Linked DNA regions of Mus musculus: region 2 is linked to region 1. A link is a contact called in public Hi-C data. All regions are on one chromosome and are shown on one strand. Each heading gives the region's core, a stretch centred on a gene start, on an enhancer-like site or on the middle of the called end of the contact. The rest is flanking DNA. Distances are from core to core; before and after follow the strand shown. Region 1 overlaps Gm35041 (a long non-coding RNA gene). Region 2 has its middle 190 kb from the start of Gm24070.

Evidence for each region. Hi-C and Micro-C count contacts between places; a contact is called where the count stands out from the background.
Region 2: a contact with region 1 is called in a Hi-C map of cerebral cortex, with 3 times the contacts expected there. The contact joins two enhancer-like sites. A contact is called at or near these places in 4 of 484 Hi-C or Micro-C datasets (cerebral cortex, cortical neurons and embryonic stem cells) and 1 of 115 datasets of contacts at active chromatin or transcription factors (astrocytes).

What each region holds. Positions count from the first base shown.
Region 1 is chr12:77,002,775-77,008,612 of GRCm38.p6, forward strand. All of the region lies in intron 1 of Gm35041 (a long non-coding RNA gene), which reads left to right. Among named protein-coding and RNA genes, the nearest start is that of Gm35041, 33 kb to the left of the region's middle. Within about 2 kb of position 2,412, at least 19 of the 459 cell types and tissues checked have an H3K27ac peak or open chromatin away from gene starts, as enhancers often do. A contact at or near this core is called in cerebral cortex, where this site is marked.
Region 2 is chr12:77,999,535-78,005,372 of GRCm38.p6, forward strand. No RefSeq gene overlaps it. Among named protein-coding and RNA genes, the nearest start is that of Gm24070, 190 kb to the left of the region's middle. Within about 2 kb of position 2,502, at least 4 of the 459 cell types and tissues checked have an H3K27ac peak or open chromatin away from gene starts, as enhancers often do. A contact at or near this core is called in cerebral cortex, where this site is marked.

The DNA of each region.
Region 1 (5,838 bases), core at 1,162-3,661:
GGTCAGAGTTGGAAGAGCCTTAGACTATCTCAAGGCTCTAGAATGTGTTGGTCTCAGGTCCCCAAGGCTTGCTGTGGGTGTCTGGGCTCTGCCCATGGAGAGAAAATCTTAGTGTAAAACCTGCTGGGATGCCATAGGTGTCTCAGCCAAGGCTTCTGTCTGCTTCTCTTCTGTTTGCCAAGGACCTGAGTTCAGTTCCCAACAAAAAATGAATATGAATATTCACGGCTGGCAAAATGGCTCAACAGATAAAGGCACTTCCTTTGTCTTTGATGAGCTGAGTCACACCCCTGCGACCCACATGGTAGGAGAGTTAAGTGACTCCCACAAGTTATTTCCTGACTTCCAGAGGCACACTGTGGCACATTCGTACCCATATCCGTACACGATTGAATGTGATGAATTTTTTTTAAAGGCTGCATCCACAGAAAGACCAGAGAAGCCTAAAAGCCTTCTTCAGTGGCTGGGGTGGCTATATGGTGTTCTTGCAGCCAATCAACTGGCAACAGAAGTTAGATGAGGGCTTCGAGGAATGGTTTGGTTTTGGTAGTAAGAAAGTCAGAGGCTGCTGGCCTCCTTTTCCTGCTTTGAAAAGCTGTGACCCGGGAAGTCCTTCTGTGACCCTGATGACAGTAGGTGGGTTCTTGACAGCACTCTGGGAGTGGTGTTTACGCTTATTCTAGGTTACTTGTTGTCTGAGTGGAAATAAAGTTGTCTCTATTTTCTCTGTGTGAGAAACAAGCTACCTTGTTGGAGCCTCTATTAGCTGACTTATGCTGCTCCAGCCCCAAAGTCAAAACATCAGTGGAACTTAGTGGTGTGACAGAGAGCCCAGATGTCCCTGGTGTCATCTGGATCCTGCCTGGAACTGTGTCTGAGACTGGCCCACAGCCACAGCCTTTTCATGTATCGGCTATGGAGAGTTTTCACTCCTTCCAGGTAGCCGACGTTGGGCTTTCTGTTGCCTGCAATGGAAAGGCTCAAGGTACTCCTGATGATCCCGTTGTGTGCTGTGTAATTGATGTGGTCAATGATAAGCACATTAACAATCATGTTCTTTGTGCTGGCTAGCTTTATGTCAACTTGACACAAGCTAGAGTCTTCAGAAAGGATGGAGCTTCAGCTGAGAAAATGCCTCCATAAGACAGGGCTGTAAGCAAGCCATGTAGGGCATTTTCTTAATTAGTGACTGGTGAGGGAGGGCCCACCCACTGTGGGTGGTACCACCCCTGTCTGGTGGTCTTGGGTTCTATAAGAAAGCAGGCTGAGCAAGCTAGTAAGCAGCACCCCTCCATGGCCTCTGAATCCACTCCTGCCTCCAGGTTCCTGCCCTTGCATTTCTGTCCTAACTTCCATGGATGATGAGCTATGATGTGGAAGAGCTAAATAACCCTTTCCTCCCTAGGCTGCCTTTGGTCATCAATTTATCACAGTAACTGAAAGCAAGCAGGATTCTGGGTTTCTCCATCTTTTTATCCTTAGTTATGCAGACACTACTGTGTTACAATTGCCTAGTACTTAGTGCAGTACTACATTGCAGACGTTTGCAACCTAGGACTCTCCTGTAGAGCCTAGGCATGCAGTCAACATCTAGGTTTGTGTGACTATGCTTTGCGACATTTGCACAAGGATGAAGGCATCTAGTGCTGCCCCTTTTCAGGTTGTATCCCTACCATCAAACGATTCAACACACGGTCGTCCTAACAAATGGCCAAGTGGACAGAGTCTGCTTGCACTTCTTAGTGCCTCACTTAGTTTTTATTGTCCAGAAAACTATGTAAAATTATGGTTTGGGATGTTGCTCGGTGATCGTATACATGATACTCTGTATATTAAGTAAATTAAAGCAAAAGAGAGAGAGAGAGAGAGATGGAAAGAGTAATAAGGCTTAAGCTGAATCGTAGTAAGAGCTAGTATGTTTGTATGGTTCCTTGTTCAGAAGTCAGGTGTTGGATAGCCTTCCTCGGGATGCTGTTTTAGTTTGTGTGGTCTGCCACCAATCACAATGAGTGGCATGACTCAGTTTCCCCTTCCATGCAGTCCAGTGCTGCATGTCTGGAAACTTTCGTCCTCCAGTCACTCTGTCCTTGGGAGCTGCATGGCCCATGCTAATTAATCCACGTCTGGAACCAATCTGGTTTGTCTCCCGGCTTACCCTTAGGTCCACAGGCCATAACCCTCTTGTACTTACTGATCTCCTGGGTTTTCACGAAACACTCTGGAGAATGGTCCATTTAGTCCAATCACGATGCAGAACAGCATTAATAGGCAATTGCCACGGGGAGATAATACAGGAAGAAAAATGGCTAAAAATATACAGTGAATCACAGAAAATTACATCTCTTAAAACCTACAGTGTATTCCTATTGCCATAGCAACCTCTGGCTAGTAAAGACAGAGCTGATTTATCACAGGCTTTCCCCAGCCCTCCGTTCTGCCGGAAGCTCTTCCAGCCCGTGGTGTGAGTCCCCGTGAAGATGATGGGACCTGTCCAAACACGGAGGTTTCCCTCTTTGTGACTTTTAGTGGCATTTCTGTGGAAGGAAACAGTGGTTCGTTCTGTAAGGCCAGGGCATTTCCCAGCTCCCTTCTGAGATGATGTTGACCATTGCTAACCTCTGACAGAGCGTCTGTGTTCTCTCAAGCCCACGGTTTTCCCTGAGACGGTGGCCGAATGGAGATGTGAGGAGCTGCACCCGGCCGGCTGGCATGGAAACATGAAGAGGAGGGGAGCTTTCCACCTTTCCCTTCAGTCTCCACAGCTCCTCTCCTTTCTTCAAAGTTCATTCGTTGTGAGATGGCCTGGAGAGGGTGGTGTGTTTTAGCATGGCGATGAGACTGGTGTCTGGGAAGATGTTAAGGACATAGTCAAACATTCTGTTTTGTCACTGCAGTGCTAAATGTCACTGGTGTGTGTCTTTGCCATAATATACAGAGGAAATTCTTGTGTTTCCTTTTGTTGTTGTTGTTGTTTTTTGTTTTCTTGAGACAGAATCTTCCTATGTGATGCAGGCTGGAATTGAATCTATGCATGATCCTCCTGCCTCAGCCTCCAGAATGCCAGGATTATAAGTACATGACACAAATGAGATGATAGAAGAGCAATACATTTTTATAATTGGAATATACTCTGGATACCCCGGACCAGAGGTCTAGAGTATCATCCCTCCAAAAACCTGCCTGGACATGGGGATAGCCCCAAGAATGCCTACCCGGACATATCTGGGACAATACATGTGCTCATTGTATGTGTACACAAACATAAATAAAAATACAATCTTAAAGAGCTGGCAGGGCATGGTGGCACCTACCTTTAATCCCAGTACTCAGGAGGCAGCGGCAAGCAGATAGATCTCTGAGTTCGAGGCCAGTCTGGTCAATAGAAAAAGTTCCAGGACAGTCAGGGTTATATATGAAAACCCTGTCTCAAAAAAAAAAAAAAAAAAAAAAAAGCCAGTGGATGTTAAAAGTGAATAAAAGTTTGATGGGAAATGGCAGAATCACACAATCTCAAAGGATCTCCTCACAAAATATTTACTGATTTTAGAGGAAAAATAGTGCAGTCGAGAGGCTCTCCAGACACTGTTTGAACCGAATGATCAAACACATCTTAAGGGATAAATGGGTCACACTGGCATCGTGTTTCCTAATGCGTGCACTAGAGACAGAACGCCACACTTCTGGGCCATTTCTGCCACAAGTGCATAACCTAGATCTCATTGTGAGGGAACAACAGACACGTTCTGAATAAGGGCAGCCTATATGTAATTGGCTTTTATCCATCAAAGACGCCAGCGACATGAGAGGCACAGATGAGTGCTCTGTTCGATCAGAAGAGACCCAGCGGCCACGACAATGTGTTATATGAGATTGGTTTTGGATCAATTTTTTCCTTCCTCTTTGACTGTCAAGAGTGTTATTAGGAAAAATTGGTGAAAATTTAAAAAGGTATGTAGCTTACACAACACCATTAGGTCAATATTAATTTCATGATTTGGAGACTGGGGAGGTGAGAAAGAATGGTCCTGATGTGAGGAAATAAGACACCGCAGTGCTTAGGGATAATGAATCATCTTGTCTGCATCTCCCTCAAAAGTGGCTCAGTGGGGAAAAGGGAAATAGAGAGGAAAGATGATAAGCAAATGGGGTATGAATATTCAGGAATTCTTTGTACTTTTTGCATTTTTCTGGGAGAAATACTTTGTGATTTTTCTTAAGTCTGAAATTACTGCAAAGTAAAAAGTTCCCATCTGCAGACTCTAGTTCCGTTGAGTGAATGTTCTTCCTACTCTTCCTGTCTGTCATTCTGAGGCTGCACTCTGTCACACAGAGCTTCCTTCACAAAGCGAGACCTGTATAAGGGAGTGTGAGGACTGCAAGTGTGTGTGTGTGTGTATGTGTGTGTATGTGTGTGTGTATGTATGTGTGTGTGCATGTGTATGTACGCGTGTGTATATATATGTGTGTGTATAGGTATGTGTGTGTGCATGTGTGTGTATGTATACATGCGTGTGTGTATGTGTATGTATATGTATATGTGTGTGTGTATAGGTATGCGTGCGTGTGCAACCAAGTCAGTGTCACAATAGGCTATCAAGCTTCGATAAAGACAGTTGCTGCAAAGCCAAATCAGAGTGGGAATGAAATCCAACAACCCACAGTGAGTCCTTTCAGGTTTCTCAGGTAAGAGAGGGTACAAATGGCTTTGGGGGGATGTGTCCCCAGCTGGCAAAGTATGAGAAAAGGAATGCGTTTGTCTCTTCCCTCTCCCCTCCCCTCTTCTTCCCTCCCCTCCCCTTCCCTTCAGTCAGTCTCCCCTCCTTCTCTTCTCTCCTCTTCCCTCCACTCTCCTCTCTTCCTCTCCCCTCCCTCCCCTCTTCCCCTCTCTCCCCTCCTTTCCTCTCCCCTTCTGTCCCCTCACCTTCTCTTCCCTTCTCTTCTCTCCAGTTCCCCTCTCCTCCCCTCTTCTCCTCTTCCTTTCCCCTCTCCTCCCCTCCCCTCTTCCTCTCTTTTCCTCTCTCTTCTTTTCCTGTTCTCTTCCTTCCTCCCTTCTCTTGCCAGGTTTCTTCTCAAACACTCCGGGTCCGTTTCTATCAAGGACGGATCAGTCTCCACAGCAGGGTTCTTTCTCCTTCTGAGTCCATAGAGTGAAACTGAGTGTGTAGGACCTGCTAACACCAGGCTCTGAAGGTGTCAGGTGGGGCAGGGACAGGGGCAGGGGCAGGGACAGAGTCGGGGGTGATGGTAGTGGAGATGATGTGAGGCCCAGGGCGCTCCCCCCACTTGTCCCAACTGGTCCAGCTGCTTTGTACAACCTGGAAGATACGCTCCAAAACCACATCAGTGTCACACAAAGGTCATGATATGAAAAGGTTCCAGAGAAAGGTTTGCCATGTGTGACATTGAATTTCACAGCCCTCCTTGCTCTGCAAGCTGGTTGCTGTAATTCCCAGTGTTGTGAACTGCAGTGAAGCAGAGAGAGGTTCGGCTGTTTACAAATGATCCTGATTGAATGGAACACATCTTGATTCCTTCCCAAGGGTCCAGGAATAATACCAAGAAAAGACTTAGGGATGGCCAAGGCAGAGCCCTCTTCCCTGGAGTGATCCTCTACTCAACCCTGGCTTTTAGAATGCTGGCTTGTGCTTGCAGCAAGGCCTTGGGAAGGAAAGAAAACCGAGTCATTTCCAGTACCGCAAAGATATTTGTCTCAATCCACCAACACCAGCCACATATGAATTGTATAAATCAAGTAGGCATGGGGCTTTAGGCTAGGCTGTGAAAACATTTAAGCATTTAAGAGCTGGTCAGCTCCAAACTGATTCAATCAGAGTGAAA
Region 2 (5,838 bases), core at 1,252-3,751, 1.0 Mb after region 1:
GCAAGTAATTTCTCCAAGTCATCATTTCTCCCATTTTTGAGGCAGCAAAAAGAATAATTATTCCTTATACAGTGGCTGTGATGCATCAAACTAAATGTTTTACAATTCGTGATCTACAGCAGACTTCAGACCTATGGTATAAGTAGGCACAGTTAACAAAAAAATGTTGTTGTGATTACAATGATAGTAATGACTATATTGTTCTTAGTTTACAAAGTATGTGTGACTCCATCCAATCATAAGACAAGGTGGGCTCAACTAGAATCTTCTCCCTGACTTTTCTTCCCACCTGTGTCAATACAATGATTTGTCAAATTTTATTTTGTATCCTTGAGAGTAGTGTTTAATCTTTATTAATTCATCTAAAAATCAATTTTGAATACCATGTTTTAATCAATATATGGGTAGATACGAGACTTAAATAGAAAGATAAATGAGACCATAGCCACCTTCTTCCAAGAGTTCACAGCCTGAGACTGTGGGAATCCAGAAGAACTTAGGAATGGTACCCAGCAGTTTGAGGAATCACACACACACACACACACACACAAAACCTTTGTGAATAAATGTATAAAAGTTAACTGTAGTTTAAATGGATGTTGTCAAGGAAGTAAGTGGTCTGATGAGGAAAAATAGTCCAGCAAAAGGAAGACCATTTGTAAAGATTCAGAATGAATGTGTAATTGTGTAATTTAGTAAGGTCAGAATATTGAACAAAAAGAAGGGCAGGAACTAGGAGTAGAGGCAGTCTTCTATACCATAAAGTATAAGCAGGATAGCAACATGATCAAATCTGCTTTTGAAATAATCTATTAAGTGTGTATATTAATCTGCTAATGCCACTATAACAAAATAACCAAGTACTAAGTAATTTAAACGATAGAAATTTATTTTTCACAGTTCTGTGGCTTTACTTCCAAATTCAAAAAGGTGACAGGGAGTACAGCTACTCTCTCCTTAGACTGTAGGTTGCTTTATCTTCCTTGTCTCCTCACATGGCCATATGGTCTTCCTTCTGTGTACACACCCTTATGGTATCGACTCTACTTCTTATAAGAGCATTAGTCACACTGGAGAGGGCCCCACCCTTATGACTTCATTTAACTGTAGTTATCTCCTTAGTGGGTATCTCTAGACTTAGCTTCGCTGGGTGTGAGAACTTTAGTAGGAAAGGACAATTAAGTCTAACACTGGCCAAGCTTGCTAGCAGGAAACAGAGAGAGGAGAAAGCTGCCACAATCCAGGCAAATCATTCATTGACTTGTAATAATTTAATGGACATAAGGATGAAGAAAAGGGAGGTATCTGAAAAATAAAAAGTCAGTAGGCATAGGTATGTCGCTTAAAACCTAGGTTGGGAATACAAAATGAGAGAGCTATCAGCTTGGATGGAGTTAGCTAAGGACATGAAAATAGATTTGGTCACCCGAGTAAACTCAGTAGAGTGACAAGAAGAGGTGGCCAAAAGCCAAGCCTCAGAAAACACCATTTACAAAGTGGACAGAAAGAGAATGGCCAAAAAAGCACTTGAGAAAAGAGCTTAAAAGCAAACTAAAAACTCAAGATCATTTGAGGTCACAAGAAAGACAGTGAAAGGACCCTGCTCAGTAGGGTCAAATGCCAGCAAATCGTTAATAATGTACATTTTACAATAGGTTAAGGACCCAGAGACTGAATGACCTCTCTGGGGACAGGTGTGGCACAGAAAAGACTGACTCTGTGATGGTGCTGTGTGACAAGGGGACATGAGGGACAGAGGAAACTAAAGTCCTCGTGACTCGGTTGACTGAGGAAGATACATAAAGGAAAAAACGTTGAGGCAGATAAGCAGGTTAAAGATGTGCTTTTGTTCTGGTGAGAAGCTGAAGTACGCCTTTATGCTGAGAGGCACATGCCAGTCAAGAGGTAGATTGCAACTCTATCAGAGTATAGGAGAGTGGTGGCCTAGGAAGCATTGGGAGTCCTGACTACTTAAAGCCCGGTACAGTCTGTCTGATGTAGAGAACTTAGGCTGTGCAAAAGTTAAAGCACACAGGATGCTGAGGTTCCCGCTTCTCCCACCTCTGTCCTAAAATCTTCAAGGCATCTTCTACGTTCTTAGACGGCTTTTCACACATCTTCCGATCTATTAGGGCAAACACATTATTTTTCTGGGTCAGGTTATTGTTACCTAGATATCTGAGATTTATCAAAGTCCCCAGCACCTAACAGTTCAATAAACACTTGACAAATAAGTCAACCTGAGGCAGTGTCTTATCCCGCTTAGTGCATATCTTCCTGTGGAGACCAGAGAATGGACCACGTGGTAGTCAGGTATAAAGAAAAGGCAGGCTCACTTGCACGGAAGCTCTCTAGGAAAGATTCATTATTCATTCCACAAACATTTACTGAGCGTATGGCGCTGCCTTCAGCCACGGAACAGATGGCCCAAGGCAACCGACACACGAAGCCTCCTCCAAGCTGGAGGATTCCCTACTCCCCACAAATGACAAATCAGTAGCTGTTGCATGCATCCATCTGCTGCGATCTGGAGCCCAGATATTCTCTCCGCCTCTCCAGCATGGAGAAGCAGATCACTACCAATTTTCCTTTCTGTCAACAGGAGTTGAGGAATAGAGTGTGCCGAATTGACATAAGCAGCTCCAATTGCCTTCAGAATTTGGCCTGAAGCCCAATTATATTTTTCTAGTTTGTGCCACAGTACATGAAAAGTACAATTTGTCTCATTTCTTTCCCTTACTTTTAAAAATATTCAAAAAAAAAAAAACTTGGCTGAGTGAAACCAACCAAGCATGTTCTTCAGGAATAACTTTGAGCACAATCATAGCTATGTTATTATGATATATACTCTAAGGCAGATTCAGTTGAAAGAATGTGGATATATTATTTTAAAATTATATGCACATGAATAAAGTATACTGCATACAAATAATTTTAAAATATTGTTGCTAGGTTGAGGATAACTCAAGGTTATAAATACATTCATGTGCACAGGCATGATTATGGTCTTACACACACACACATACACACACATACAGAAAGAGAGGGGGGAAGAGAGAAGGAGAGAGAAATTCATTCATTCACCAATGCAATGTTTTGTAAAAGAATTATTTTCTAAGCTTGTTGTTTGAAATTTGGACTATATATTTTCAAGAATAATGTATGCATATAAGTGGCTTGTCAAGGAATCTCAAAAGGCCGACTTCACCAACAGTTCAGACAAACTAGGTAAAATTGGTCCGGTTTCCATGGGCAGGAGATGTAGTGGTTCCTGCCTGAAATTTCAGCACCAGACTGCCTGAGGCAGGAGGAACACCATGGTTTTGAGGATAGCCTGAGTTAATGATGAGTCCAGGACAACTTGGACGAGAGAAAAGACCCTGTCCCTGGCAGGGTCTCATGCTTAGACACAACACCATGTTCTAATTGCATTCACACCTTGCCTATAGCTTAGTACATATGACTAACTATAAACAGACCCACACCCGTGGTTCGTCTTCAAGAGAACCTAGGAGGGAATACACTGGTAAGATACAGATAAAGCGAGTTTAGACCATTCAGTTGTCTTCTTGGAACAGAAAATAGAAAACATTTTTTCAAACTGATTTAATCACTAGCATCTAAAATGAGAAACAGAGTAGATGCCGTGGATGTATGCAGACTTCAGTTTTCCTCTTCTGTGAACACAGCCCAACACCATGTGACTATTTCTGGCCAACAAACCATGAGTACAAATATATCCTTAAGGCTGAGGCAGGCAGGGGAAAGCTACAAGGTGTGAGCACCCAGTCTCTCTGTTTCTTGGTGTTTAGTTTGCTAGGGTTGCTATAATCTTAATTATAGCATAGTACCATAATCTTAATTGTAGGAAACAACATCAGCTCAGGATTCCCAAGATCAAGTTTTCAGCACAAAGGAGATTTATTTGCTTCAGAGGAAGCAGGGGGCAATCAGGGAGAAAGGCAAGGCCTGCCAGAGCCATGTTTGCCATGCCAGGACTGGCTAGAGTCCCTCATTATGGCTTAAATAACAGAAAGTTTCTATCTCACAGGTAAGAAACTTGAGAGTAGGGTGCTTCTGGCCAACGGACTATGTTCCCTTTATAATCACAAAGGAAAGACATACTCCAGGACTTTGTGTTGGCTTCTGAGAGTACAATGTCTGTGGCAATGTAATTCCAACCTTCACATGGCAAGTTTCTCTGTGTGCCTCTCTGCATCGAGAGTGCTGCCTTCTTGTATGGGGTCAGCCATATTAGATCAGAGTTCTGCTATGGTTAGAAATGGTTTCAGTAAATTCCTCACATTTCCTATAGTAGAATTTAGTCTTCATTGAGAGATACTGTGGTGGTTTGAATAAGCTTGGCCCATGGGAAGTGGCACTGTTAGGAAGTGTGGCCTTGTTGGAATAGGTGTGAACTTGTTGAAGGAAGTAAGTCACTGTGTAGGCAGGCTTTGTGCTTTGAGGTCCTATGTTCAGGCTCCAGCCAGTGCAGAAGAGATCTTCCTCCTAGCTGCTCATGATACTGTCTTACCTGGCTACCTTCAGATCAAAATGTAGAACTCTCTCAGCTCCTTTTCCAGCACCGTCCCTGCCTAGATGCTGCTATGGCTGCCATGATGATAATGGACTGAACCTTTGAAGCTGTAAGCTAGACCCAATTAAATATTTTCCTTTATAAGAGTTGCCCTTGGCCATGGTGTCTCTTCACAGCAATGGAAAACCTAACTAAGACAGATACTGAGGGAAAAAAAAGCTGATTATAGTGTCTAGAACTGGGAGTAGACTTAGGTTAGATAAGGTCATCAGACTCTAGCCCCATAGTTGAACTTCTTGTAGCTTTCTAACATGAGAAAGAAAGACCAGAAAACACACATGTATAATCCATGTTTCCTTCTGTGTAACATCTGCACCATCTAGGAACTCTACTGATGTTACCCTTTAACTTGAATCTCCAGAAGAATTGGTGAAATGCATTTCTTTCTTTTCTTTATAACTCACCTAGTCTGTGGTACTTTGTTATTGGTATCAGAAAATGGATTAATACAACGATATAATGACTATGTTTGGTCTCTAATAGCATCTTTAAAGACCCCAAGATGAGGTCACATTGGGGATTAACTCTCCTAGGTATCTTTTTTTGGAGAATTTAATTAAACCATAGTCCTTGGCTACAACCAAGAACAGAGAGACCTAGAGTTGAGAGGGTGAGGCCTGGATGGCTGAATCTAGGCATAGAAACAAACTACCCAGGATCCACAAGAATTTCCTAGGAGGGAGGACTGGACTTCTATTAAGAGTAGGATTTGGAGAGTTGTTTGTTATGTAGCACACCCTAGCTTAACTACATAATTCTCTTAGTCAGTGGCCCATTCCTGTGAAGAAATACTATGATCATGGCAATTCTTATAAAAGAAAGCATTTAACTGGGGTTGGATTACAGTTTCACTGATTTAGACTATTTCTCATTATGATAAGAAACATGGCAGAATGCAGGCAGACATAGTGCTGAAGTTCTACATCAGGATCCAAAGGAAGCAGGGAGAGAAAAAGAGCCACTGGGCCTGGCTGGGACTTCTGAAACCTCAAAACCCACCCTGCAATGACACACTTCCTCCAACAAGGCCACCCCTCCTAATCCTTTCAAATAGTGCCACTCCCTATGAGTCTTTGGGGGCCATTTTCATTCAAGCCACCACAATAATGATAGAAAAGTACTTTATGAATTCCTTGGATGATTTATCCTGAAAGTCTTTTGTTTGTCTGTGTACAACCATCAGCAGGCAACTAAAGAGCCCAGTTTCCCTTAGATTGAACCAAACACTGCTTCCGTGTTCC